Regions from separate parts of the Mus musculus genome. Here regions 1, 2 and 4 are each linked to region 3. Evidence: chromatin contacts called from public HiChIP or PLAC-seq and promoter capture Hi-C data. All regions are on one chromosome and are shown on one strand. Each heading gives the region's core, a stretch centred on a gene start, on an enhancer-like site or on the middle of the called end of the contact. The rest is flanking DNA. Distances are from core to core; before and after follow the strand shown.

Region 1 (6,477 bases), core at 1,205-3,704, 390 kb after region 3:
ATACACCTGCACGAGTGCACACACATGCATACAAACACACACACACACACACACAATGACTCCTCTTCTGTTGATGAAATATATGATGCCAACATTTTTCTAGATATCTAGGCTTAAAACTTAGGGGCATTGCAGTTGGGCAGAAGGCTCAGAGGTTGATAGTACTGACAGCTCTTACTGAGGACCCAGGTTAGATTCCCAGCACCTATATGATGGCTTACAACATCTGTAAATCCAGATCCAGTGGATCTGATGCTCTCTTCAGGCTTTTCTGGACATCAGACATGCATGTAGACAACACCCCCCATATACATTTATAAAAACTTTTTTTTCAGTCTAGTAAAAAAGAAAATGATAACAAGAGGAGAAGAGTTGGCTCAGCAGTTAAGAGCACCTGTTACTCTAGCAGAAGACCCAAGTTCAATTCCCAGCATGTACATGGTAGCTCTCAACCATCTGTAATTCCAGGCCCAAGGGATTCAGTGTTCTGTTCTGACCTCCAGGCACAGACATAACACACATACACATACATGTAGGCACACACATACATGTAAGCAAAATACTCATACACATATAATAATAAAATAAACCTTAAAATTAAAACAAAAATTAATGAATTATCTTACATTATATCCCATTCGATTCTTTTTTTAAATATATATTTTAATTAGGTATTTTCTTCATTTACACTTCAAATGCTATCCCAAAAGTTCCCCATACCCTCCCCTCTCCACTCCCCTACCCACCCACTCCCACTTCTTGGCCCTGCTGTTCCCCTGTACTGGGGCTTATAAAGTTTGCAATATCAAGGGGCCTCTCTTCCCAATGATGGCCGACTAGGCCATCTTCTGCTACATATGCAGGTAGAGACACGAGTTCTGGGGGTACTGGTTAGTTCATATTGTTGTTCCACCTATAGGGTTGCAGATCCCTTTAGCTCCTTGGGTACTTTCTCTAGCTCCTCCATTGGGGGCTCTGTGATCCATCCAATAGCTGACTGTGAGCCCATTCGATTCTTATGACCAATTTTGTGAGACCAACAGAGTAGATGTTAGCATCATTTTACAAATAAGAAGCCAGATTGAAAGTTCATGTTTAGCAAGATCTAGATTATAAGTATTTGTAGGTCACAGATCTCCATTTCTTCTACCCAAGTCTACCACTATAGCCCAAGAGAGCCGTATAATATCAACAAATAAACATGGTAGTATTCCAATATTTTTATTTAGACAAAAAGTGCAGACCCCTAGTCTGAGTAACTTGTTCAAAGTCATACGTCTGCTGATGCTTAGAATCTGAAGCTAGAACTCCTTTCTAACGGATTACGTACTGTCCATAGAATTAATTTTGCACTTATTATATGCGACTGGGCCTAAAATTGTGTCTACATACTGTCAGTTGTACAAGAGACACTGGAATAGTATCAGCAGTGCTTAGCAGAGGACAGTCATTCAATTAGGTTTGCTGACAAGCACAAAGGTGTCTAGCTTCAGTTTGGGACTTTGGATTTGGCTTACTACGAGGCAGGCTTAAATTTTGTGTGAATACCTATTAACTGATAATGACCTGGCCAGATGGCCCGGTGGTTAAGAAAATTAATTGCTCTTGCAGAGAACCCAGGTTCTGTTCCCAGTACCCACATGGCAGCTCAGAGCCTCCTATTAACTCCAGTTCCAGGGCCCCAACACCTCTCCAATCCTTCTTGAGCTCCTGCACGCACGCACGCACACGGTGCACATACATACACGCAGGCACACGTACACACACACAAAATAAAAGCAAATCCCTTAAAGAAGTAACAGATGAGGGTGCATCTGTGTGTGTTGTGGGTAGGTTTTTCTGTATATGGATACTTCTAAACCCATGTAAATAACCATATATGGAGATGTGGGGATAACATACACATAGGGTTGTCCAGACGTATGGAAGAAAAAAAAATTCTACTAGATCTTACAAGGCAACAAATGGCAAAGTTGGCATTAAAACAACAATATTTTGATTTAAAATTCTGCAGGCGTTTCCCATTTGTTTCTTTTTGATTCTACTTTATTTAATGAAATGGCTTAGGTAGCTGATGCAATGGGAAACTCACAGTATGTAATTTCTTTTCTTAACTTTTAGGCAGATTAGGGGGTGTGGAGCCATTTTTTTCACCCGGTGAGCAGATCTGTCCTTTTTAAATAGAAAATATTCTCAGGACGCTTCCCATTTCCCATCCAGAAAACGAAATCGCTCAAATCTAGTAAAAGTTTAACAGGATTAGAGCTACGGATCGGGCTGACCTTCTCGCAGACCCGACGACCGCGACTCCTCCATAGGAAGGTGAGGACGCTGTTCCTTTGACTGTCAGGCGGAAAGTCCAGCGCCTGCGCTCAGCACCGAACCTTCGCAAGGTCAGACGGTAAGCGGAGCTGCAGTCGGCTGAGCCCTGCAGCGTAGCTTCCTCCCGTCGCGGGACTCCGTAGCTTCCGCTTCCGGTCCGCAGAGACCCGGAGTCCGAATTCAGAGGCCCCAGGTAGGGAGCTCGAGGGGTGTGGGGGGGTTCACTGAGCTGCAAAGCGAGTATGGCGGGAGGGCAAGATTTCGCGTGGTGCCTAGAGGCGGACGAAGAGTTCTTTCTAACTCTCAGCGGAAACCTATTTTTTGGTTTGCTTTGCTTTGCTTTTTCGAGAGTGTTTTTATGTAGCCCTGGCTGCCCTGAAACTGGCTCTGTAGACGAGGCTGGCCTCGAACTCAAGAGTTCCGCCTGCCTCTGCCTCTCAAGTGCTGGGATAAAAGGCGTGGGCCACCACTGCCCGGCAATTATCTTTTAATTATTTCTTGGTGTGACCGGGGGGTTGGGAGGGGCGAAAGTCAGGACAGCTTGCAGGAGTCTGTCCTCTCTTTCCACCGTAAGGATCCAGGGCTCTAACTCGGGTCATCAGGCTTGGTGGCAAGCGCCTTTACCTGCTAAGCCATATCACTGCGTAGTGAAAGAAATGTTGCTAACAATTTGCTTGTACTTTTTCATTAAAAAAAAAAGTTATTTATATTTTATGTGTGTGAGTGTTTTACTTGCATGTATGTCTGTGCATCACAGAGGTCAGAAGAGGGTGTTGGATTCCCTGGGACTGTATGTGTTGTGAGCCACCCTGTGGGTACTGGGAATCGAACTTGGATCCTCTTAACTACTGAGCCATCTCTCCAGACTTACTTGTACTTACTAAGATATGGAGAATTCCTCCAGCCCAGTTCTGTGGATCTCAAGCTGGTTCTGTTGCTAAATTAAATAAAAACTACCTATGGTAAGTTGTGACTCTGTTGGGCTTTGTTCTCTTACATTGAGTCTCTGGTTTCCATGCTCGATGTCCAGTCTGTAGTCCCGGAAGAATGAAGATTTAAATACGAGGCCATGGCTAAACATCTGAAGTTCATTGCCAGGACAGTGATGGTTCAGGAGGGGAACGTGGAAGGTGCCTACCGGACCCTGAACAGGTAAAATGAGTCGAGTCTTGCCTGGACCAGCCGTGGGAAATGTGAGGTGATCCTGCACCCAGCCTACCACCTCATAAAGCCTACCACTGGTGCCAGCTCTGTGTAGGCTCTGAATACCACCACCTCCACCTCCTCCTTTTTTCCTCCTCCTCCTCCTCTTTCTTCTTCCTCCTCTTCTTCTTTTAAATTTATTTATTGTGCATACAGTGTTCTACCTGCATGTATGCCTGCATATCAGAAGAGGGCACCAGATCTCAGTACAGATGGTTGTGAGTCACCATGTGGTAGCTGGGAATTGAACTCAAGGCCTCTGGAAGAGCAGCCAGTGCTCTTAACTACTGAGTCATCTCTCCAGCCCCTCTGGACACTTCTTATCCCTTCAGTTTATTATCCTAAAAATGAAGTTCTCCAAATTCAGCTCGATGGAGCTTATCCAACAAGCAGCTATCATCCCTTGATGATAAATCTGAGTTCTATCCAAAGACCCCGAAAAACTGCTGGGCACACTGTAATCCCAGCACCTGGGAGGTAGAGACAGGAAGAATTTGAGAATAATTTAGATGATGGTGACTAGACTCAGTCTCAGATGACCCCTCCTCATGTCAAAAAAAAAAAAAAAAAAAAAAAAAAGTCTGGGAGGGGAATGAGAAACAAGAAGCAGAGGCATGGTGCATTTCAGCTGAGCCAGTATCTGTGGAATAAGGCTACTAGAGAGGATTAATTCCTCTGTGATTTTTGTTCATCTCATGTAGCTCAGGCTGGCCTAGAATGGGCAGTGTAGCCAAGGATTACCTTGATTCCTGATCCTCCTGCCTCCGTCTCCCAGATGCTGAGGTTGATCGTGTGTTTGATATTGTTTACGTGCCTGGCTAGCAAAGATGGATTCTAATTGTGCTCTTGAAGAAATAAGTCATGGATGAGAAGGCATTTCAGGTTCCAAAGAGTTATAGCATAAGCAGACACATAGAGCTAGGGGCTGGAGAGATGGCTCAGTGATCAGGAATGCTTGCAGTTCTTGCAGAGGACCCAAGTTTGGTTCCCAGTACCAACAACTGATGTTAGGGATCCAGTACACTCTCCTGCCTGCCCTCTGCAGGTCACACATGTGACAGAAACAAACCTACACCTCCACTTAAACACAGTGACACGGCTGGAGAGGAGAGGCTCCGTGGAGAACTGTCTGGACACTACATTGTGGGTGGAGACTAGTCCGTCCAGATGATACTGTACCACTCTAGTTCTTTTAGGCTTCCGTAGCCTGGCATGCCTTTTTATTTCATCTCTAATGATGTGTGTGTATGTGGGCATGTGCACTTGAGTGCAGGTTGCCAGAGGCTAGAAGCATTGGCCTGCTTGGAGCTGGAGTTCTGGAAGTTGTGAGCCACTGACCTGGGTGCTGGAAGAGAGAGAGGTGCCCTTGTAGCCAGTGAGGTCTTTCCAGCTCTTGCTTTGTTTGGTTTGGCTGTGGTGTGTTTGTTTGTTTGTTGAGAGGGGTCTCACTGTGCAGCTCTGGCTGGTCTGGAGCTGCTGTGCAGCCGGGTTGGCCTGGAGCTTATAGAGCTTTGCCCACTGTGCTTCCTGAGTGCTGGCATGTGTGCCGCTGGGCTCCTCTTTTTAGCTTGTCACTTTTTCTCTTATTTCCTTGGCCATCAGGCCGAAAGACATAATAAGCTTTATTTTAGCATGAAGATTGTTTTGCTGCAGGTAGTGGAGAAAGTTCTCTTATGTGACGGTGGTGCTCCGCCAACTAAGTCCTCCTCTGGTTCACTTAACGCTCATTTTCAACAGCACCTACTTCCTTGCCCACTTTTCCATACATAATGAGATGTATACCTCTTAGCTACTTTCAAGACTATAAAGCAAAGCATAAGAAATAAAATATTTCTCATCCCCTCTGAACGAGAGGCTCAAACTATTCTTTGAAGCCAGGTCACATTCTTATCTAATTATTACTAGATTTATTTATTTACTTACTTGCTTATTTAGTATATGAGCACTCTCCTGCATTTATACTTGCATACCAGAAGAGGACATCAGATGCCCTTTCAGATGGTGTGAACCACCATGTGGTTGCTGGGATTTGAACTCAGGACCTCTGGAAGAGCAGTCAGTGCTTTTAACCTCTGAGCCATCTCATGCCTATCACCTCCTTTGCTCCCTAGCATAATCTCGGGACAAGCCCAGAAGTGCCAGACAGGGCTCCTTTCAGGGCCTCCTCAGTCCAGGACCTTGGCAAAATGTGGGCATGTTGTTTTGGCTGGGAATCGAACCTAGGTCAAGCAGCTGTGCTCACCACTATACTACCAACACTACTTGGTTTTGTTTTTAAAGATATATTTTATTTTTCTTTAATCCTAGCACTTTATCTCTGTGAACTCACGGTCAGCTTGGTCTAGATAGTGAGATCTAGGTCAATCGGGGCTATGTCTCAAAAACCACAACAAACAAAATATTTTATCTTTATTTATGTGAATGTTCGTGTGTGCCTTGTGTATTCAGGTATCCCTGAGGAGGGTCTGGATTCCCCTGGCTCTGCACTATCCAGTTGGATTGGGTTTATAGCTCAGATGGTACAGTGCTTAGCTAGCTTGCGTGAGACTTTGGGTTTCTTCTCTAGTACTCTATAAACTGCGTGTGGCGACGCACCCTCACAGTTCCAGCAGTTAGGAAGTGGTGGTTGGAGGTCCTGAAGCTCCAAGTTGTCCTTGACTGTATTGCAAATTTGAGGCCATCCTGGGCTACATAGGGACCAAGGGCTGTTAAAGGGGCTTGCTCTCAAGCCACTTGAGTTTGGGTCCCAGACCCATGTGGTAGAAGAAGAACATTAACTCTTGGACAGTATCTTCTGACCTCCACAGAGTGGGAGAGCTGGCCAAGTGCACTGGCTGCTCTCTAGGGGGCCAAGTTCAATTCTCAACACCCACTCCACTTCCAGAGCATCTGACACCGTCTCCTGGCCTCCACAGGACCAGGCACATACCATGTGCCATATACCTAGACATG
Region 2 (7,387 bases), core at 59-2,558, 270 kb after region 3:
AACAAACAAAAAAGACCTTGTCTTATTAAAAAATAAAGACAAAATAATCCAAAGCATTCTTACCTGCTCAGCCAACAAGTTCCCAAAAGCTCATTCCCTCAGCTGTGCCCTCATGCTAGTACATAGGCTCCCTCCTAAAGCCTTTCTCAGTCATTTCTTTGCCCTTTAAACAGGCCAGTACCAAACAGAGATGAGGAGGAGATAGTCTGTAAAGTGTGCTGTGTGTGTAGGGGGTAGTCTGCAAAGTGTGCTGTGTACACGTGTACAAAGTCTAAAAGGCAGACCCGGGTTAGAAAACCTCTATGCTAACTCATGTAACAGCAGTGTGTCAGTTTGAGCATGACAAATGGTTCCCTGTGCTGGACTGATCTTTTCCCAAGGGATAATATCCTCACTCTTATATGCCTTACAAAATGGTACTCGACATTCTAAAGTGCCAATATAAGAGCATTTTGAAAGCATAAAGTTCTGTATCCACCTGAAATAGAAGTCAATTATATGGCTAGTGAGATTGCAGGACTGGGAAGCACGGTGGGTCTAAGAAGAGGTATCTTTCTTGATAAATTCTCTCCCAAAAAGCCCAAACATCCTCCACTCCTCAAACCACAAACTTACCAACACTTCATCTTGGACGTCTCTGGGAAAAAATAATTCCCCTGCTCTGGGCTTTACTCATTCGTGGTGGTTGTGTTTACCATACACCAGGTTTATTAGCTTACTGTCTGGTAGTAATTGAACCTAAAAGACACAGTTGGGTCCTCGCGGGCTTTCATGGGTCAGCTGATCCTCCTTTTACCAGGTAGGGGAACAGAGACCCAGGAGTGGTGAGGAAAGCCGCGCTCAAACTTGGGCTCCCTCCAAGCCACATCAGAAACACAGGACTCAGAAGAGCTCGCGGTCCGAGCGTCCTCCGGGCCTCCCCGCCGCTGCACGCGTGTTTACCGCAGGCCTCGCGGGGCGCTCACGTCCGCCCGGCAGTAGGTCGAGAGTGGAGACTCCCGGGGCTCCGCCAGCCGGAGTCTGCGGGTCCGAGGCGGCCGCTCTCCCACGGCGCCTCCGCTCCATCCCGCTCGCCACGCCTCGGGCCCGCCCCCACCGCCGCGCCTCCCGGTTATCCGCTCGCGCCTCCGCCGGGTGCCGGGTCGGAAACAAAGGCGGGGGGCGGGGAGCGCACGGCGGCGGCGCCGCGGTCCGCCCTTCATTCGGAGCCCGCGACGTCAGCGGCGGTGGCCGGGGCCGGTGCGGCGGGGGCGGGCATGGGCGACGGGGGCGGCGGGGGCAGCGGGGGCCCGGCCTGCGGCTAGCACGAGCCGCCGAGCGAGCAGCGGGCGCGGCCGCCCGATCCCGCCATGAAGAAGAGCGGCTCCGGCAAGCGGGTGAGTGCGCGGCGCGCGGACAATGGGGCTGGGGCTGGCGGGGGGGGCGGGGAGGGCGCAGAGACCAGTCTGAGCCGCCGCTCCTCGTCTCGCCCCGGGCAGGGGCCTCCGGATGGAAACCATCAGTCTGCGGCGCCCGAGAAGGTCGGCTGGGTCCGGAAATTCTGCGGGAAAGGGATTTTCAGGGAGATTTGGAAAAACCGCTATGTGGTGCTGAAAGGCGACCAGCTCTACGTCTCCGAGAAGGAGGTAGGCGCCCGCCCTTGCGCGAGCCGTCGGGACCCTGTCCCCACGGCGGCTAGTTCTCCGGCTTGCCCCGCCTCCATCTCTGCAAGTTCAGGGGTCGCAAAAGTCCTGTGTCTGCAGAAAAAAGTCACCCCCGAGTGAGAGAACCTGAGTGGGGTTTAGGAGTTTACTTATTTGATGTGCCTTTGCGGACACCTTTCTCAGAAGTTCTGACATCCGCCGCCTCTCCCTCTATTCTGGCCCCCTAAAATACGGTTGGGGGTTTTGGTGGGGTTTGTTTTTGTTACACACTGGTATTCGTATCCCTCGATCCTTCCTGTCTTCCCCACCCCAGCCCACCACTCTCTCCGTTCCTGCGGGGGTTGGGAGGGAGGAGGGCATATGTAGGTCCCCTGAGTAGCACAGTCTCCCTAAATCATAGAAAACACAACTTGGAGGCAGTCTCTGGGACCAGGGGTAGAGCAGCGGTGAATGCCGGATTCTTGTAGGAGCTAGCATCCTGAACCAGGCTTGTTCCTCACCGTCCACTCCACTTAAAGGGTAAAAAGAAAAAAGAAAAAAAAAATTCAAGGAACTCATATTCTGCCCATCTTTATTTGTAGACAGGGGGAATGGAGTTAGGACTGTGAGCGCCTGTGTGTGTGTCTCCATGGCTTTGGCTCTGTAGTTTTACAGGAAACCACAGCCCGGCACATGGGGTCAGAATATAAAGCCAGGTCGTGGAATCCAGATCCCTTCCCCCTTTGTGAAGCCCCAACTCTTGACTCAATAACAAGAATGCTGAGAAACTGAACTTGCTTCCCTGTGACTGTCTGATCATGGTGGCCTGTTCCTGTCCCTTTCAGACTGGCCCTTCCTCCCTTGCCTGCCCTCACCCAAAACCAACCGAGTGGGAAGCCCTCCCTTAGCTCTAACCTGTTCTGCTTTTGTCACTAGACACTTGTTTTCTGCCCTTGTATTTGGGTAAATAAAGCCTTTTATGGTGTCGAAGCAGATACACTTGCAGCTGGAGAGCTGTACTCATCTCAAAGCAGTCTACTGAGACAAGCAGAGAACTAGTGTTGAGCCCCCAGGCCCCTCTTGAAGGGGCCAAAACATAACGGTTGGAGAGGCCTCAGAGCAAGCTAAGGGAAGCCTTGACCGAGTGTGCTCTCGAGGGCCACTGCTACCTGCTCTCGAATCCTACAGAGAGCTCCCCCAACGATTCTCTTGCTTTCTATTTTTGTTTATTTTAAAAGCAGCAGTGGGTGTCACCTCATATCTCCTGTCTTCCCCGAACTTCATAATGCCAGGAAATGTAGTTAGCAATCAGGAAGGGCTTCCTACAGGTCCGAGGGGAAACCAGAGGACAGTGAAGGGCTACAGAAACAAAACAAGGCCTTTTCCCCTTCTTATGTTTGTCTAAAAGGCAGAACCTGGTGTGAGAGGGAGAGATGCAGAGCAGAGAGAAGATAGGATGACCTCAGCCTAGAGTGTCCGCTGTCCTCTGACTCAGGAGCATCTGACTAGACCTGGGGCCAGATGCCCCCTGCTGGGAAGGGCAGTGGAAAAGAGGGAACGGCACCTTATACTGACCCTTCTTCAGAACCAGTTCCATGGTCCAGTGGGCCTGGGCTAAGGGCAAAGCTGCCACAAGACACTGTTTATTCAGCCTGTAAACAAAAGCAGTAGCAAAGCAACGCACTGAAGATGTGAGACCCAAAAGCAGAGTGTATTTGCAATTTACATGCAAAAACAAAAGAGGAAGGGAACCCTGCTAAGCATTCTGTCTCAGTCCTCCTTTCTGGGGAAAGCAAGGTCTCCCACAACTCCTTTCTCTAGAGAAGCCCTTCCGTGGATGTTGTAGGGTCATTCCTAACTCTCCAAGGGCATCCCTTCACTGACCTGATCAAGGACCAGAGGTAGGAACTGATCCATACCTTAGGGAGACTTCACAGTAGAGGAAGTTAGGTTGAATGCTTGGTACAACTGTGGGCCGAGAGACAGAGGGTTAATTTGGAAGATGTAGTCATAAATGAGACTTTGGGAATTCGGTGTGAGGAAGAGACAGAATACAATAGAGAGCAAGGTGCCAGGGTATCTGTCTTTTCTGGGCACTGGCATCTACTTATCCTGCTGCCTACCTCACCCAGCCTCCCACCCTTGCCCTTCCTGACCTCTGTCAATGCATCCCACTCCCAGAGTGCCTTATCAGCCTTGTCCACGCCAGGAGAGCTCCCTTCCCTTCCCTCCCCTTCCCTTCCCTTCCCTTCCCTTCCCTTCCCTTCCCTTCCCTCCCCTCCCCTCCCCTTCCCTTCCCTTCCCCTGGGAAAACAGAACAAGTGAGTCCCTTCCCCTGGCTGCACACACCCAGCTCTTCCCTCGCCTCCTGCCCTCCGAGCTTTCTGGCCTCTGCTGATAGTTTCTCTGGGAAAGGCACAGGAGAGGAGGTTGCTGTATCATCCCACATTCCAGACTGTGTTGCTGTGAATCTCTCTGGAGTGATTCTCCAGAGTGTTTAAGGCCCTCTTCCCAGTCAAAAAGCAGGGAGCCCTAGAAAGGGGAGAGCCCTGGGGAGCCAAACCTTGCCAGGCAAATGGCAATAGATGAATTTTCCCCACGTTCCTCCTCAGCACATGTGCTCAGCAATTCAGAAGGATGGGCAGATCGGCCACGGGCTGAGCCTTCTTATACACGTTCGCTTGGTTTCAACTGTTTCCCAGGGAGACATGACCAGCTCATTCCTGGGATATCCCCAACCAGGTGGAAGAGAGGGATAGCCTGCTGTCAGGAAGTAGTCTCCTGTAACATCCTACGATAGAAGAGAGCAGGTGGAAAGAACACTCGGAACCATCGTACTCACTCCCTGAGGCCAGAGGCAGCCCTTTGTCCCTTCCAGATGTTGCCCTTTGTCCCTTCCAGATGTTGGCTGCCTTTCCCCTTCCCCTGGACGTTAGTGGTCACTCTTGTCTTCCTTACTTGGAATGATCAGAGCAGTCCATTCACCATGTCCCTTTAAGGACATGCCCCTTTAAGGACTTGTAAGCTGCGTCCTTCAGAGACAGAGGGTCATGGGCAGAGGGAGGCACGGGGACGGTAGCTTGGGGGGAGTGGGTTAAACAGACCACCATACAGGGACTCAGGTCTCAGTCCCACCCCCCAGTACACACCTTAGGTGGGCTGGCTTCCTGCTGTCCTTCTTGCTCCACTTTCTTCTGGAGGAGAGAAAGAGTAATTTTATCCTCATGACACCCCACCCTCTCATAGGTAAAAGATGAGAAAAACAGTCAGGAGGTGTTTGACCTGAGTGACTATGAGAAGTGCGAAGAGCTCCGGAAATCCAAGAGCAGGAGCAAGAAAAATCACAGCAAGTTCACCCTGGCCCGGTGCAGACAGCCGGGCACCACGGTAGGCTCGCCCTCGCTGTGGCCCTAGCTGCAGGGGCCATAATTATTTTCCCTCTGGCTTTTATTATTTAACTGGAAAATATTCTGACCATTTCCCTTCCTCTGGGCAGGCCAGCCTATAACCTATTTAGCCATAAAGAAGTCTCTCTCTCCCCACCCCTTCCTCTCCCCTCCCCCACTCACACACACACACACACACACACACACACACACACATCCCTACTGTGTGTATGTACATATTCTCTTGGGAGAAACATTATTGGTGCTTCTTCCCTGATGGGTGTCTGAAGTTCAAGGGAAGCCATGGTTGTCACACCCCGTGTCCTCAGACGTTTAAAGATCTAAGTGCATTCACACCTCCCCTAGTTGTCCCCAGTGTCACTTTCTTAGCCCCACCTCCACACCCATCTTTGCTAAAACAACCCGTGCGTTCTGCAGGAACAGACTCTGGGTTCCTTCCGTCACTGATCATCCCAGAAGCAGGGTCTCCCTTCCGGGAGCGGGGTGTGAGGGAGTGAGAGGATTATTTCAGGGGGTGGGTATAATGTATTTGTAATGCCCTAGCTAAGACAAGAACATTCCCCTCACAGGCACCCAACCTCATCTTCCTGGCCGTGAGTCCTGAAGAGAAGGAGTCATGGATCAACGCCCTGAGTTCTGCCATTACCAGAGCTAAAAACCGTATCTTGGATGAGGTCAGGGGCTTGCTGTGGGGCAGCGATGGGGTACTAGGGCGGAAAGCAGGCTGTGGCTCACTAGATGAGGAGGGGTGCTTTGTGGGGTCCCTTTAGTTTCACCCAGATCAGTTTCTTGGCCTTTTTTTTCCCAGTTTTTTTGAGACAGGGTTTCTTTGTGTAGCCCTGGCTGTCCTGGAACTCACTCTGTAGACCAGACTAGCAGATCCAACTGCCTCTGCCTCCCAAGTGTTGGAATTATAGGAGTGTGCCACTAAGTCCTGACTGTTCTCAGCTTCTTTAAAGGCCCTGTTGTGTCATTCCCCCACCCCCACCCCTTTTCTCTCTTAAGCCTTTTCTCTGCTGATTCGAACCCCACACCCACTTCACAACGCTTAATCTAGTCCTGGGTCAGTTGGGTCAGTAAATCCTTGTGCCTATACCCTGCTCAGAAGCAAGTGGTGGAATGGCCTGCTTCCCAGTCCAGGCGAGTTAGGGTTTGCCAAACTCAGTTGGGACAAAGTCCTAAAGAAGCCCTGTGACTCACAGTGCATCTCTTCAGGTCACCGTTGAGGAGGACAGCTATCTTGCCCACCCTACTCGAGACAGAGCAAAAATCCAACACTCCCGCCGTCCTCCAACCCGGGGACACCTCATGGCTGTGGTATGTAAAACTGCAAGAGAGTAAGCACTGCCCAGGGGCCAGTTCTGGGCTGGTCCGTCAGCTGTGTATGAGCAGGAGCACTGTTGGGATCAAAGGCTCGGGAGACCTCTCCACCCTGCGTCCCTGTCTGATGCCTCTAAACCAAAATTACTTAGTCAGCACGTAGCACAAGTCAGACATCTCTGTTCTCAAAAACTTCTGAGGAAATGAGAAATACCCCTAGGACAGTGAAAAGCAGAAGTGTTGTGTTCAGAATGATGTGTGCTGCTGTGTGGTGGCCGGCCACTCTGAGGGGTGACAGTAAGTGCCACACACCCCACGGCTAACCCTCTACCAAATGAAGTAGTGGTTTCTCACGTCCAGCCTTGCTCCAAGTCTAGGGAGAGGCTGTCCATTGGAGGTGGAAGAGCACAGGCCTTGGAGTGAGCAGACCTGAGGAACATCCATGGTCTCTGGGCTGCCTGAAACATGGGGCAGTGGCGAGTCCTTTAGGAAAGCGGTTCTGAGGGAAATGGTCACAACAGCACACACGTGACAGCACAGAAAATACTGCATTCCCTTTACCACTTCTGTTCGATTACAGTACTTAAGAAATAAGGGAACAACAGGTTGGAGAGGTGGCTCAGCGGTTGGGAGCAGTGGCTGCTCTTCTAGAGGTCCAGGGTTCAATTCCCAGCACCCACTTGGCAGCTACCAACTGTCTGTAACTCCAAGATCCAACACCCTCATACAGACATAGCTGCAGGCAAAACACCAATATACATAAAATAAAAATAAATATAAAAAAGAAGACAACAAGGTTCATTACAAGGCAAGGATTCAGAGTTCAGATATCAGAGCGGAGCTAAGGTGTGTGGCTGAGAAAATGTAGGCAGAGGAGCCTCCTCCTCTGTCCGTCTGTCTGTGGATCTTACTGTGGCACGTGGGCCGCCCCTATGATGCTTAAGAAGTAGCCATGCCCTGCGAAGCTTGTAGAGGAGCAGAACACAGACAATGTGCAGGAAAGGATAAGTTACAGAGAAGCAGAGGAACTCAAATCGT
Region 3 (7,037 bases), core at 178-2,677:
CAGGAGCTGTCCACCCATAAACAACTATTGAGCCTCTACTGCACTTCACCTTAAAAAGAAAGAAGACACAGAAATCACATCCCATTAGGGACATAGTCAAGGATGTGGAGAAGTCCGCACAATACAGAGATATGAAGCAACACAGCTTCCAGGGGTCGCCATGGGAATGAGAAAACAGCGGCTGCGGGATGGAGAGGCTCTGAATTCTAGGGTGCTAGTTTGGGCATGGAGGCATGTCTACAAACAGGATCTATCCATCAAGAGACGTGTATGACTGCCCAGGGTTACTGGGGTAGGAGGGAGCTCTCTTCCCTCTAAGATCTACAATTCACAGGTCTTAGGTTTAAAACATTTGAGTTGAGAGGGGAGTCTGAGCCCCCAGCCTAAGGTGACTCAAAACCTACATCTATCTACATGTCTGGAGCCAGAAAATCTGGATAGAAAAAAGGTGGTGGTGGTGGTGGTGGGGATTCATGAGCACATATAGATGTTAGAATAAAGGAACAGTCAGAACAAGGCCTATCAGATCACTTTAAAAACAAGTCCCAACCAACCCACTACCGTTCTTTCTGATGCAGAATGCTTTCTCAAGATTCTTCTATGGGTGGCCCTGGGAACGACGGACATACTAGAAGTACAGACTCCAGTTCATTTCCCAGGGCGTCACTGTATAAAGCAGACACACACTTGAAAAAGTGAATTTTAGTCTACTGCATAGTAGAGACAGTTTGGAATAACTGAAAACAAAGGGCGGGCCTCAAAGGACTTGTGGAAACGAGCGTAGCAGCATTCCCGGGCTGCTCGGCTAGTCAGCGGGCCTTTGGGTAGAAGAGCGTGGAAACCCACTGACCTCGGTGAAAAGGATCGGCGGCATCCTCAGTTTTCCTATGATCTAGTTTCTGCTTGATCTGAATAATGTGTCTCTATCAACGAAACAGGCGACTGTACGCAGAAACGCCCGCGACCTTTCCCTTCCACACACATTCCTGGGTCCTCTGCTTTCGATTGTCACGCTGGTTACTGGAACTTTTGCTGCGGTTTTTACCTAACAGGAGCTCCGGGCCCTTCAGTGCAGCGCACTCCCCCCTCATCTCTAACTTTCTCTTTCTCCGGTCTTTTGTCTTTTTAGCGTCAGTGCTTTCTAAAGTCTGTGTTATCTCTAAGTTTTATTTGGAGGAATCTGAATTCTCCGAGGGACTTCGGCACCATAATTAAGAAAATCGAAAATAAAAAAATAAAGGCTTGAGACTGTAAGGAACCGGTAGAGGGCAGAGAAGAGAAAAGAAAAACAGGAAGATGATGCAACATCCAGAGCCCGGATAATTTAGAAAGGTTCCCGCCCGCGCGCTTTCAGTTTTCAATCTGGTCCGATCCTCTCATATATTAGTGGCACTCCACCTCCAATGCCTCACCAGCTGGTGTTTCAGATTACATTAGCCATGTCTGGCAGAGGAAAGGGTGGAAAGGGTCTAGGCAAGGGTGGCGCCAAGCGCCATCGCAAAGTCTTGCGTGACAACATCCAGGGTATCACCAAGCCCGCCATCCGCCGCCTGGCTCGGCGCGGTGGGGTCAAGCGCATCTCCGGCCTCATCTACGAGGAGACCCGTGGTGTGCTGAAGGTGTTCCTGGAGAACGTCATCCGCGACGCAGTCACCTACACCGAGCACGCCAAGCGCAAGACCGTCACCGCTATGGATGTGGTGTACGCTCTCAAGCGCCAGGGCCGCACCCTCTACGGCTTCGGAGGCTAGACGCCGCCGCTTCAATTCCCCCCCCCCCCATCCCTAACGGCCCTTTTTAGGGCCAACCACAGTCTCTTCAGGAGAGCTGACACTGACTTGGGTTGTACAGGTAATAACCGTGGGTTTAGACTCGGTAAGGTAAAGACGCTAGTTTTCCTTGTGACTCAACGCTACTAGGTGTTCCGCTTTTAGAGCCATCCACTTAAGTTTCTATACCACGGCGGATAGATAGCATCCAGCAGGATAGCTCACACTGGGAATTTTAATTCCTACTTAGTGTGTGAGCTGGTTGTCAGGTCAAGAGACTGGCTAAGATTTTCTTTAGCTGTTTGGAGCAGAATTGCAATAAGGAGACCCTTTGGATGGGATGACCTATGTCCACACATCAAATGGCTATGTGGCTGTGTCCCTGTGTTTCCAATGAGTGGCTGTGCTTGACCGGATATTTGGTATTGTTTCTATGGCCCCACAACCCACCTTTTATCCTTCCTCATCTTCCCAAAAGATTTTCTTCAGGCCATGTTAGAAAGCTAGCTGCCTAGATGGAGGTCACGTAACCCTCTGCGCCAAAAGGCTACGTAAGAGAGACCGGGCGTTGTCCTGCTGCTGATTGGCTCAGTGGAAGAGTTAGGCGTATGGCCTCCTGCAGAATAAAGAGCTGGCAGCAGAAGCTTGGGCCGGACAGGCGGGAGACAAGCAGGGACAAGAACGGAACAGGGATTTAAAGAGACACGTGGTGGGACACAGTGGCAAGAAGTCGGTCGGGTTAGGTAGATGGGTTAGCTGAGGGACTGTCTCAGCAAACAGGCCAACAGCTTTATTGTATCCAGATGTCTCCGGTGTCTTTACAATTAAACACCAAGCAGGACCCCCAAAAGTCCTCGCAAAACTCCTCAGTTTAGGCATGGATCTAGGAAATAGTGGACTGGGATCGAAGCTCTGCTGGGATACAATTGCAACGACATTTTAATGTCCCATAACATAAGCAAGCCAGGTGGTGACAGCTATAATCCCAGCAAGTCAGGGAGGAAACAAGGGTTAGGGGTTCAAGGACCACTTCTGCATGGTTTGGGGGAAAGCCTGAACCACAAGACCCTGTCACAAACAAAACAACAAAACAAAGCAAGCAAGCAAACAAACAAAAAACCCCTTGAGGGTTGGAGAGGGGACTGAGAGGTCCTGAGCTCAAATCTCAGCAACCACATGGTGGCTCACCATCTCTAATAGGATCCGATGCCCTCTTCTGGTGTGACTGAAGAGAGAGGACCAGTGTATTCGTATACATAAAATAAAATCTTAAAAACAACAAAAAGAAAAGAATGTATAGTCAAACAAACAAACACAAAACCAAACCACCGTGAACAATAAGTGAGTGGAGGCACACTATATTATTTAGTGAAAGAAAATCTTAGAAGCCACTCAGGTGTGTGGTGTGTTGGGACCTGTTTAGAAAGAGACTTGCCAAAACATGTGTACCGTTGATCAGATGGTGCATTTTAATTTTGATAAGGCAAAAGCAAATTCTCAACATGGCCAAGAACGCAGTAAGCCATTCTCTATGTATGCATCTATATTCTGTAGCACGCTGATTTGGGTTGAACATGTTATTGGCTGTGGGCTTGTTTTTATTTTATTTTTGCTATTGCATATTAACCTTTTACTCAGGTGAGATGACGTGCAGCCTCTGCATTCCGTTTCACGATCACTTATGAAAATCCAACTTCCAATCGGAGAAGTTGGATTTTAGTGTATATCACCTCGGGTATACTGTGAGGATCACCATAGGAATATAGTTGTGTTGATCCACCTATAATTATTGTGGTTAAAGGAAATACATTTTAGATAACTATATGCAATTGTAAGAAGCATAACTCAGACCATGTTTAATGTGCTCTCCCCCAATGGTAATGTTTTACAAGACCGTATGAGGCAACCAGAAATTGTCTCTGGGAAGAGTCAAGATTCAGAAGCTGGCATCGGCCTTTGCTTATGAAGGAAGAGGGGAAACTGACTTACTAGAGAACACTAGAGTCCCTGGTGAGCCAAGCAACAACGTCCTGATTGGCTCTTTCAGCCAATGGGACCTTAATAGGGAAATTGGTGAAATGCAATGAGTTTCTCCTATTGTACCAATGTTCATTTATTTGGGTTAAAGGCAATGCGTTACATCAGGAGAATCTAAGGGAATGGGATAGAGAATCTCCTTTATTATTGGGATATTTTCTGTAGGCATAATTTTTTTGCAACCTACTTTTAATAAGGGTTCGATCTCTCTTCTAGCGACCACCCAGCAGAGGGAGTGGAAGAGAAAAGTTACTAGGATAAGTGGGAATGCTCAGCAATAGTTCTTTGGGGCAAGCTTGAACTTCTTGGGCAGCAGTTCAGTCCCATAGCAAACACCAAATAAGACTCAGCAGCTGTGGACCAGTCCTCTAGGCAGGCAGACACCAGGCACGAACCAGCAGCTACAGTCCAGTTCTCTCAGCAAGCAGACACCAGACAGCTGTAGTTCAATCCTGAAGAAACCACCAGGCTCTCCAACCTGCCTGAGGCGAGGCCGCTGAAGTGGCAAGCTGCCCAGGAACCTCATGAGCAGTGAGTGGGTGAGTTTCTCTCAATGTCTCACAAGGCGAACCAATATGTGTGTGTGTGTGTGTGTGTGTGTGTGTCTTTAGCGAAAAATACTGAGGCAGAGCAAACCAAACCAATGCTCAGTGCCTGTCTTCCACTGTTTGTGAGGTCACATTTATACTCCTTCATCAAGCATTCTTTCACATGTTCCCTGTATCCAAACATCCTTTCACCTCTGTCTGCTTCAGGAAAACAGTCTTTCATGTGTTTGCTTTAGCAAGACATTCTTTCACCTGTGTGCTCCCTCAAAACATCATTTGGCATAACTAACTTTCCAAAAAACTAGAAGTTTTCACTTCAACTTTTTTTCCCACTCTTTATTCTTTAAATTTTTCATGCATATATATATGTATATATATATATTATATGTATATGTATATATACATATACATATATATATATATATACATATATATATATATATATATATATATATATAGTATCTTGGCCATATCTACCCACTTCCCCTCAGACCAACCCCCATCTCCTCTCCCTCCCAACTTGATATCTTTTAATCATTCTTTCTTTTGAGGTGGGTGGTTGGGCAGCAGAAACGTTGACTAAGCTCTGGTTAGCAAATGGTTTGGGGCAGATGATCAAGGGAAGCTGGGTGTCTAGATCCCTGAGGAGGGATGGCATATGAAGAAGCGAACCTTGTCTGAGTTTGGAGATGGAAGATCTCAGAGGAGCAGGGTAGCCTTGGCAGCAAGTGAAAATAAGATCCCGAGAGAATCCATGAGACCTTTGAGGTGATGTAAAATTAACTTTTATTCTGATATAATTGTGGTTTGAGAGGTTTACTGCCTCTATCTGCTGACCTAGATCTACTCCTGGAAGCTTCTAGCTTCCATACAATCTAATCAAGGCCTAGAATGTTTTCAGTGTCTGAGACTTGCTGTTGAATAAGCTCACCTCTTCCTAATTCTTTCTGAACTTTGGCTGGCTAGTCCACTCAGCTGTTCTGGCTCTAACACCTCTCCAAGCTGACTGATTCAATCTGGATTCTCTCAGCCTCTGATTACTCTGCTTTGCCTCATATTAACTTTGGCAGTCTGTTCCAATCCTCTGGCTCCTCTCATTCTCTGGCTTGTTCTGTCTAGCTTGTTCTCTCTCTGCAACCTGTCTCTATACAATTATCCCAGTAAAACTGTCTCCTCTCTCTCTGCCCCACCCCTTAAGTAACTTCTCTCCCCTTTCTTCTCTCTTTCTGTAAGAGCTGGGCACATCCTATTCTGTCAAATCTTTCTCTCATTCACTACTTTGTCTGCCACATGACTTTCAAATTTAGCGTTTCCTTCTACAAACTAACTTTACCTATATTGTTTGAGATTAAAGGTATGTACTAAGGGTGTGTCTGTATTCCAGCCAGAGGGATTAAAGGTGTGTGCGAGGAAGGTCTAAGCCACACCATAACACAACCTCAGGGTTCACAGTGTGCTCAATTATCTTGCAACAGGGTGAAGCAGAGGATAGGTACCTACTGAGGGGGCTCACAGCCTCCAGATCACAGAGAAGCTGGAAAGTCTAAAGAGTACAGCCTGCCTGATGGGTGGGGAAGTTGAGTGGCTTTGGCATAGAAAGGAGTTTGACTGGAGGATTCTCTCAGGCTGTAGGGTAGGGAGGAGCAAGCCCTGCTTGGCAGCTTGGGAAACGAGGTCTCAGAGGAGTGGGCCTATGCACTGGAAAGGAGCGGACTGACCTGATTGGCTCAGGATGAGAAATTGTGGAGGAGTTTAGGGGTGGAAAGGAGTGAGGCTACGTCTTAAATACAGTTTTCAATTAAATTTGAGTGCAGGTTTGTTGTTGTTTGTTTGTTTGTATTTTATCTTTGCATTCTTTTGAGGCCTTCCTGCCTTAGCATAGCTGTAGTCCACCAGCTATTCATATTGTTACTGTAATGTGCCTGCCAGTCACTGACCCAGAAAAATAAGGACTCAGAGCAGGGCCATGCTGACCACATACCCCGTTATATCCTGTATGTTTTAAGGTTTGTTAATATCAAGAAATTCCACAACTATAAGCTTCCTGAAGGACTCATCAAACTAAAGGTCAACATAAAGTTATGTCTAAACTGACCCGAGTCGGGGCTGCCACCAGGCAGCACATCCTGCACCCGTGTTTGAGCTCATTGTGACTTTTGTGGTTTTAGCCTTTATAAGCTGACACAGAAAAATATTCCTGGTCATGGCCTCAGACCCTGAATTCTGAGCTATAGCCCTGATCGATCAGGGTTAGGGTGTGCATTTAATAAACCATCCCTGTTTGACTGAATCGGTGTTCATGTGGTTTGTGGGCGACTCCTGGACCCCAACACATTTTAGTTTTTATTTGCAAAATTTGGTGATATGTGTAGGTCGGAGGAAAAATACTAGGCCTTCTCCTCAAAAAAATGAACTATATTTTATTGGTCTTCACTTTCGGTGGCTCTCAACAGCATTAAGTACTACTATAGGGAGAAGTAGATTTAAGCATGATGCTTAATAGATAAATGCTGTCTTAGGAAGGGATCTTAATGCTGTCAAAGGAAGGGATCAAGACTTGATCTTGACCTCCAGAAGAAATAGATGGTGTACACACACACACACACACACACACACGGGGGGGGGGGGGGGGGCTCGGCAGTCCAAGGTACCAAATACTGAATATGATGAGGAATCTAGATAC
Region 4 (6,518 bases), core at 3,012-5,511, 260 kb before region 3:
AATGCAAGGCCAGCCTGGACTACATGAGGCTCCCCCGAAAATAAAAAACAAATGTAATAATACTCATGACTCCTTCCTATGAACCAGTTTTTTTTCTCTCCAACAACCTGTAGACTCCAAGAGGGAGGAGACAATAGCTGGTAACTGCAAGGCCTCTTTCAGTGGGGTGAACACACAGCCTCAACTCCATGCCACATCTGCAAAGGGATTTAAAAGAGGCAACAGAGGACAGGATGGAGAACTAATCGCTTTAATAACAGATTAGGAAGGGATGGAAATGCCCGTTTCTGAGTTGGTGCCAGTCTCCAAAAGCTGACTTCCTCTGCCAGACAATGCCCACTTCGTTTCTGAACCAAAAGCTTTTCCTAATTAGCTTCTCCTCTTTTGACTTTCTCAAAGAGAATCATGTTTTTGCCTTTACGATATCTCAGTCCTTTAATGTTTCACTGGTCATTAGCACTCTCACAATCTCTAGGCTTGTAGGAGTGGTATCAGGTGTATGGAGAGTGGAATTTCATTACAAGTGGGAAATCACTAACTGGGAAATCCATGGTGAATAGCCCACACCAAGGTCTGGAGTGCAAAACCCTGGCCCAGAATCTTTATTCTAGGGTCATTTCAGCCCTGGACTGCAACCTCATCTGATTGAGTAAGTGTTGTCTCCTGTCCCCGCTGTTTCCTTTGGCACATCTTTGTGGTTTCTCACACCAACCTCTATCCTCAAATCGTTTCCAAACCAGTCATGGGTTGCTGGCCTACTTACTGAAGCAAAGCCACAGAACAAAGAGGGCCGAAAGAAGCGGGACTAGGCAGATGGCAGGAGAGAGGGGAGGCCCCGCATCTGAGGGAAAGAGATGTAAGTTCTCTAAATCCGTCAAGAAGATTCGGGCATCGTCCAGAGCTGTCTGAGCTGCCACAGTAAAGTTGGGGTCACCGGAGACTGAAACATCAAAGACGCAGGATTGGAAGTAGGCATCTTCAACCGGAAGCCCTTCCTTACACAGCCTTCTGGCAGTATCTATGGCTATAGCCCCACGGCGGTTGCGCTCTGAGCGAGAGAGTCGCTGGCTCGGAGGGCATCCCCCAACACACAGCTGTAGGTCCTGCTCTGCGGAGAAGGCCCGCGCCACATCCTCTGCTACCCTGATGGAGAAGGAGAGCTGCCCAGCTGTCTGTCGAATGATGATAGTTGTTCCAATGTAGGCAGCTCGAATCTCCACGTGACTCCCAAGGTTAGCAGTTTGAATGGACAAACTCGAGCCCCCAGGTCGGTCGCCCCCATTGATAGAACCATCTTCAAAGGCTGCAGGAAGATTGTCCACCTCAGCCTGGTAGACTTTCTGGTCAATGCATTCCTGCATGTTTTTAAATATGATAGTGATCTATGAGGACAAGAGAGAAAATACTTCATTAGGGCCCAAAGCATCCTCACGCCAATCAAGCTGCATAGAGAGTCAGGGATCCGATCCCAGCAGAAATGCGAGTTTCTTCCGGGTCCTCAGTCCTTGATCCTATCCCCTACTGTGTTCCATTAATAGTGCCTGACCCCCACTCAACCTCCTAATATCTCTCTCCCTATGCCTCTCTCTATCTGCCTCTCTCCCTCTCCCTCCCTCTCTCTCTCTCCTTTTTGTCTCAGTCTCAGCAACTCCCAAGTTACTTGCTTTGAAAGAAATTCCTGAATTACATTTACAAGAGCAAATGTTTGATGGAAGGAAGCCATTCAGGATGGAAGGGAATGTTTGGGAAAGACAAGAACAGGGAGCTGGGTGGCTGAATAGTGGGAAGAAGAAGGAGTGGTATGGCGGACAGACCGTGAGAGGGCTCAAGAAATTGTGTTGGGATGAAAATCGAATCTCTGACCTTCCGGATGGTGGTAGCGTTGGCTCCCGACGAAACCGGGGAGCTGGTGGCCTGGACAAAGAGGAAGTCGTTATCTAGCAAGGGCCAAGCTCCTTGGACACGGCATGTGTGAAATTGGTTGTGGAAACTGCGCACATGGGGATCTCCAAAGGATGCGCAATGCAAGAAGCCCGGGGCTCGACCGTGCAGCCTGGAAAACCGGGCCTCATAGTCACAGGGATCTGGGGTCAGGGGCGCTGGCCCGGCCCCGGGCAGGGCGGGGCCCCGGGCCGGGGGCGGGGCCGTGGGACCCTGGCGTGAGCAGTTGTGCTGGATCATCAGGTCCTCTATGCCATGCACCGCAGAGTGGAAAGCAAGGTCCCCGCGGCAGGTGCGGGCCGTGCGCCGCGTGCAGAGAGCGTAGGAGCGCAGGGCGCGACACAAGCCACCTGAGGCCAGCCCACCACGGCCGCCTCCACGCGGCGTGTCCGGTGAGCCACCTCCCCGAAGACTCAGAGTGGACGAGACATACTCGGCATTGCAGCGGAGGATCTTGCACTGGGAGTGAGCTGGGGACGGAAGGGAGAGGGCAGTGAAATGAGACACAGGTTCTATCCAAGTCCAGTATGCACCTAACTGCCAAAAACCATCCGCCATCCCACCGTTCCTACCACTCAGCGTGGCCGCTTTCCCAATCTCAACCTTCATTCTCCCAATCCTTGCCTCCTTCCCTCCTTTCCTCTACTAAAAACGTGTAAAGCAGTCAGACTTCTTTTCCCTGGGGTCTAAGGACGCCATCTGTGTCCTTCTTCAAGTTAAATGGGAAACAAGACAGGCCTCTTTCAGAGTTGGGAGGTGCTGGGACTCAGCACACATCCCTCCTCACTCTCCCCCCACCCCCCACACCCCCACACCCCCACCCACCCCCACCCCCGCGCGCTCATTCCTACCCAGCATCCTAACCTCTGGATATGTCCAACCCTTCCCTGGCCCTTCCTTACCCTGTCCACAGAGGAGCAGCAGGAGAGTGAGGGTGCTTAGAGTTGGAGGGCTGCCGTGGGGGGACCGGGGACTAGGGGACTGGCCCATACCTATCCAGCCAGGTCCCCCCAGGCACCGGTTCTTCCCAGATGATGAGCCTCCTACCTAGTGAATTTCTCTGGGTACTTCTGTGACTGGAAGAAGAAATTTGGCTGAGTGTGGGGAAAGAGAAGGGTTGGAGACCAGTCAAGATGGTGGGTAGAGAGAGCATCTGAAGAGACCAAAACAAAAATGAGACAGACTGGATCTTGGGAAGAAGGAGGCTTCCAGAGGGTGAGCGTGGCTGGTGAGCCTCTGTGCCCTGCCCCTGCGGCCACCTTCAGGTCCCTTGTGCAATATGCCTACGGGGGCGGGGTGGTGGTGGAGGGAAGGTTGAGTGACCTCAGTGTGCAGAGTCCAGTGTACTGCCCCATCCTGACTACCAAATAGCAGATGTGCCAAAAATGGAGGACCCCTAGAGAAAGTGAGGTTCTGACCATGTCAGTGGGTCCCCAGTAGCACCAGGATCTGATCACGCTTTAAGAACATACTTCTTATGGATCCTTCCCACCAGAAACCACCTGCCGTTTCATTTTCTTCACTGTGTTAGAAGGGCACAAAGGGTAACATGGTAGGCAGACGCCCTGTCTACGATATCACCTTCCCAGTGAAAGGAGAGCCGGTCTCTCAGCCTCTCCAGAGGGCTGACAGTACGATCCCTCTCACAGGATGGGGTACAAATCAAGCATTCAAATTAATATATGTTTCTGTCTAACAGTTCATGTGTTTTTCCAGACCCAGCTGAAAAGCCCAATCCAGACACTCCTGGTCTTTTGAGGAGAACAGATATGGGGGAGGGTCTGTCTCCTTTTCTCCTGTCAAAACCCTACTTTGGGATAAGCATATGAGCAGGAGGTCAGAGAGGTCTTGAGGTAGGGATGGGAGTGTAACTCGATGGTAGCTGAGTGTTTACCATGCTCAAGGCCCTGGGCCCAGTCCTTAGCACTGCCCCCTCCCCCTCTCCCAAGGTCTTGGTGTAATAAGATGGAGAGGAAAATAGGAAAGCCAGAGAGAGGCAGCATTAAACATCAAATGGCCATGGATTAGAAAACATCTAGGCAAGAGGAAAAGTGAAGACTGGGGTAGTTGCTAAGGGGAGATCTTAGTTTTCAGAACAGATGTCTGTAACTTTATGAAGTTCTGGCCTTGACCCAAAAGCTTATCAAAGTGATCGACATTTCATCTGGACTTACTGTTTCCCGAGGTCAAGCATTACTCTGATACTGGGTTCTCGAGCCATAGTTGCCTATTCTGTTGGTCTGCTCCAGCCAGGGGGTCCCCCATCTCTTTCTCCATGATTGCCCCGGAATGGCTGCAGTCTCACTCAGGTCAGAGAGCCAGAGGAGGTTTGGTGTGGGGGGAGGGGGGAGGGAGAGTATATGGTTGGCCCAAGTACTGGACAGCTGAGAGGAGGAGGGAGGTGCCTACTGAGTTGACAGTTTTAAAAATAGCTAGGTCCAAAATTCCAGGAACGTTGGTGGCAGTGGGGTGTGGGAGCTAAGGCAGCAGGAACGATGAGCAAAATAAGGATGGAATATGGAAATATTGGATACCAAGGGAGGGAGAGTATAAAGAAAGATGATGGCCAAGTCATATATCCAACTGTAGCTTATAAGCTGCCACTCAGGCCCTCCAGCATTCCCAGTAATGAACTCAGTATTCCCAGTAATGCCTTTAAGACTGCTGGTGGTGATTTTGTGTGATGCCAGTCACTCACTGCTCTCATCCTCTCTTTACTGAGGATTCCATTGAATTTCTTCTACACATAATACACTGAGGTGGCCGGCTTTGAAGATGGACGGCAAGCATAGTTCAGAGACCCTCCCCCATCTCTGCCAACTATTTCAGAAGCTGAAAGGTCCAGCTGTCCCGAGAAATCCGAGAGCAGAATTGTTTCGAGAAGGGTTTATTCCGTCTGCCCAGATCAGATCTCTGCAGCTGTCTACTCTCTCTCCACCTTTTCCATTACACTAGTTTGTGCAACAATCCCTCCTCCCTCCTCCTCATCAATACAAACACAAAAAACAGAAGCTTCCAGGTTGCAGGGGCCGGGGCCGGGGTAGTAACAGAGGCAGAGAGAAGAATCGGAGTCAGTTTTGAACACTACTGATCCACAGAGGAGTGGCGTTAGATAGGTGAATTCAGAAGGAAGACATTTGGGAATATACTTTTATAGACAAACTGTTTGAAGATTCAATTATAATCAGGGTTTTAGCTATGTCCGTCTTTTCACCTGGTGGCATTTCTGGGACACTGTCCCACAGTACTTGCCAAGGGAAAGCAGCACAGGACTGATTACAAAGTGTGTCACAAAAGCTTCTGGCCCTGTCAGCTCTACATGAAGTTCTACAGGTCCACATGGTACATGGTCCCTTCTCAGGCACGCATACACACACACACACACACACACACACACACTTTACAAGAGAAGTGTGGGAGCACATGTATTTTTTATAATGAATTTAGCTTTTTCTCAACTATACAAGACCATATCACAATAATCTTTTACATTAAGTTATTTAGAACATGTCTGTCTCTGTGTGTCTGTGTGTACCTATGTGGATGTCAGAAACGTTATAGGAGTCAATTCTTTCCTCCCACCATGTGGGCGTTAGGGGCCAAATGTGAGGTTTGGTAGCTAGTTCCTCTACCTACCTGCTGAGCCATTTCACCAGCCCACATCCCAAGAACTTTTATTCCATAAAATTTCCCTGCACTGGATGGTTGGGTGTGTCAACTTGACACAGGCTGGAGTTATCACAGAGAAAGGAGCCTCCCTTGAGGAAGTGCCTCCATGAGATCCAGCTGTAAGCATTTTCTCAATTAGTGATCAAGTGGGGCGAGCCCTGCCCATTGTGGGTGGGACCATCTCTGGGCTGGTAGTCTTAGTTCTATAAGAGAGCAAGCTGGGCAAGCCAGGGGAAGCAAGCCAGTAAGTAACATCCCTCCATGGCCTCTGCATCAGCTCCTGCTTCCTGACCTGCTTGAGTTCCAGTCCTGACTTCCTTTGGTGATGAACAGCAATGTGGAAGTGTAAGCTGAATAAACCCTTTCCTCCCCAATTTGCTTCTTGGTCATGATGTTTTGTGTAGGAATACACACCCTGACTAAGACATCCCCCAACTAAATTAATCAAGTGACTTTAAGACATACTAGGTTGTCTATAAAATGCAAAGTGGCATATACTCTGAAACCCAAAATACGTGCAAAAAAAAAACAGTTTCTTGAGGCTGGAAGGATGGTTTAGTGGTTGAAGCACTTGCTGCTCCTACAGGGAATTCAGGTTCCACTTCTATCACCCACATGATAGCTCATTACTAACTGTAATTCCAGTTTAGGAGCTCCAATACCCTCAGTTGACCTCTAATGGCTTCTGCACACAGTTAGTGCACAGACATACATACATTCAGGCCACATACACATACATGTGGTGCACATACACACATACACTCAGGCATACACATATGCACATAAAATTTAAAAAATAAAAATATTTTTAAGGAATCAGTTGTTTTGAAACAGAGTGTTGTTATATGTGTGGTCCCAGCTGGCTTAGAACCTTTTATGTTGGCCAGATGATTTAGATAATTACCCTG

Evidence for each region. Promoter capture Hi-C pulls out the DNA fragments that hold promoters and counts their contacts. HiChIP or PLAC-seq counts read pairs in DNA pulled down with a chosen protein or histone mark.
Region 1: a contact with region 3 is called in a promoter capture Hi-C map of liver, with 3 times the contacts expected there. The contact joins the promoter of Mrps21 here to the promoter of H4c14 in region 3. A contact is called at or near these places in 9 of 39 promoter capture datasets (the 3T3-L1 cell line, 3T3-L1-derived adipocytes, embryonic stem cells and 5 more), 2 of 484 Hi-C or Micro-C datasets (embryonic stem cells and pro-B cells), 3 of 115 datasets of contacts at active chromatin or transcription factors (bone marrow-derived macrophages, double positive thymocytes and effector CD8 T cells) and 3 of 9 other capture datasets (adipose tissue, liver and pancreatic islet).
Region 2: an H3K4me3 HiChIP or PLAC-seq map of craniofacial prominence shows a contact between it and region 3, with 2.7 times the contacts expected there. The contact joins the promoter of Plekho1 here to the promoter of H4c14 in region 3. A contact is called at or near these places in 8 of 39 promoter capture datasets (the C10 cell line, the HPC-7 cell line, cranial neural crest and 5 more), 6 of 484 Hi-C or Micro-C datasets (B cells, liver, nephron progenitors and 1 more), 11 of 115 datasets of contacts at active chromatin or transcription factors (bone marrow-derived dendritic cells, bone marrow-derived macrophages, craniofacial prominence and 7 more) and 1 of 9 other capture datasets (liver).
Region 4: a promoter capture Hi-C map of liver shows a contact between it and region 3, with 2.2 times the contacts expected there. The contact joins the promoter of Hjv here to the promoter of H4c14 in region 3. A contact is called at or near these places in 14 of 39 promoter capture datasets (the 3T3-L1 cell line, the HPC-7 cell line, HPC-7-derived erythroid cells and 10 more), 3 of 15 datasets of contacts at CTCF or cohesin (the NIH/3T3 cell line, embryonic stem cells and large pre-B cells), 5 of 484 Hi-C or Micro-C datasets (bone marrow-derived macrophages, cranial neural crest and embryonic stem cells), 14 of 115 datasets of contacts at active chromatin or transcription factors (the 230-238 cell line, the SCID.adh cell line, bone marrow-derived macrophages and 9 more) and 2 of 9 other capture datasets (adipose tissue and liver).

The regions. Positions count from the first base shown.
Region 1 is chr3:95,867,491-95,873,967 of GRCm38.p6, reverse strand. Mrps21 (mitochondrial ribosomal protein S21) reads left to right here and starts at 2,454. Exons shown (of 3, transcript NM_001355759.1): 1 at 2,454-2,515; 2 at 3,353-3,474. The coding sequence starts at 3,392. It overlaps C920021L13Rik (RIKEN cDNA C920021L13 gene), which reads right to left and starts at 2,446. Exons shown (of 4, transcript NR_040446.1): 1 at 2,283-2,446.
Region 2 is chr3:95,989,760-95,997,146 of GRCm38.p6, reverse strand. It overlaps Plekho1 (pleckstrin homology domain containing, family O member 1), which reads left to right and starts at 1,308. Exons shown (of 6, transcript NM_023320.2): 1 at 1,308-1,376; 2 at 1,479-1,625; 3 at 4,869-5,009; 4 at 5,599-5,703; 5 at 6,245-6,346. The coding sequence starts at 1,350.
Region 3 is chr3:96,257,707-96,264,743 of GRCm38.p6, reverse strand. It overlaps H4c14 (H4 clustered histone 14), which reads left to right and starts at 1,427. Exons shown (of 1, transcript NM_033596.3): 1 at 1,427-1,810. The coding sequence starts at 1,440. The coding sequence ends at 1,751. Gm20627 (a long non-coding RNA gene) reads left to right here and starts at 6,994. Exons shown (of 3, transcript XR_375857.2): 1 at 6,994-7,037.
Region 4 is chr3:96,522,928-96,529,445 of GRCm38.p6, reverse strand. Hjv (hemojuvelin BMP co-receptor) reads right to left here and starts at 4,261. Exons shown (of 4, transcript NM_027126.4): 1 at 4,116-4,261; 2 at 2,844-3,017; 3 at 1,864-2,411; 4 at 230-1,382. The coding sequence starts at 2,931. The coding sequence ends at 756.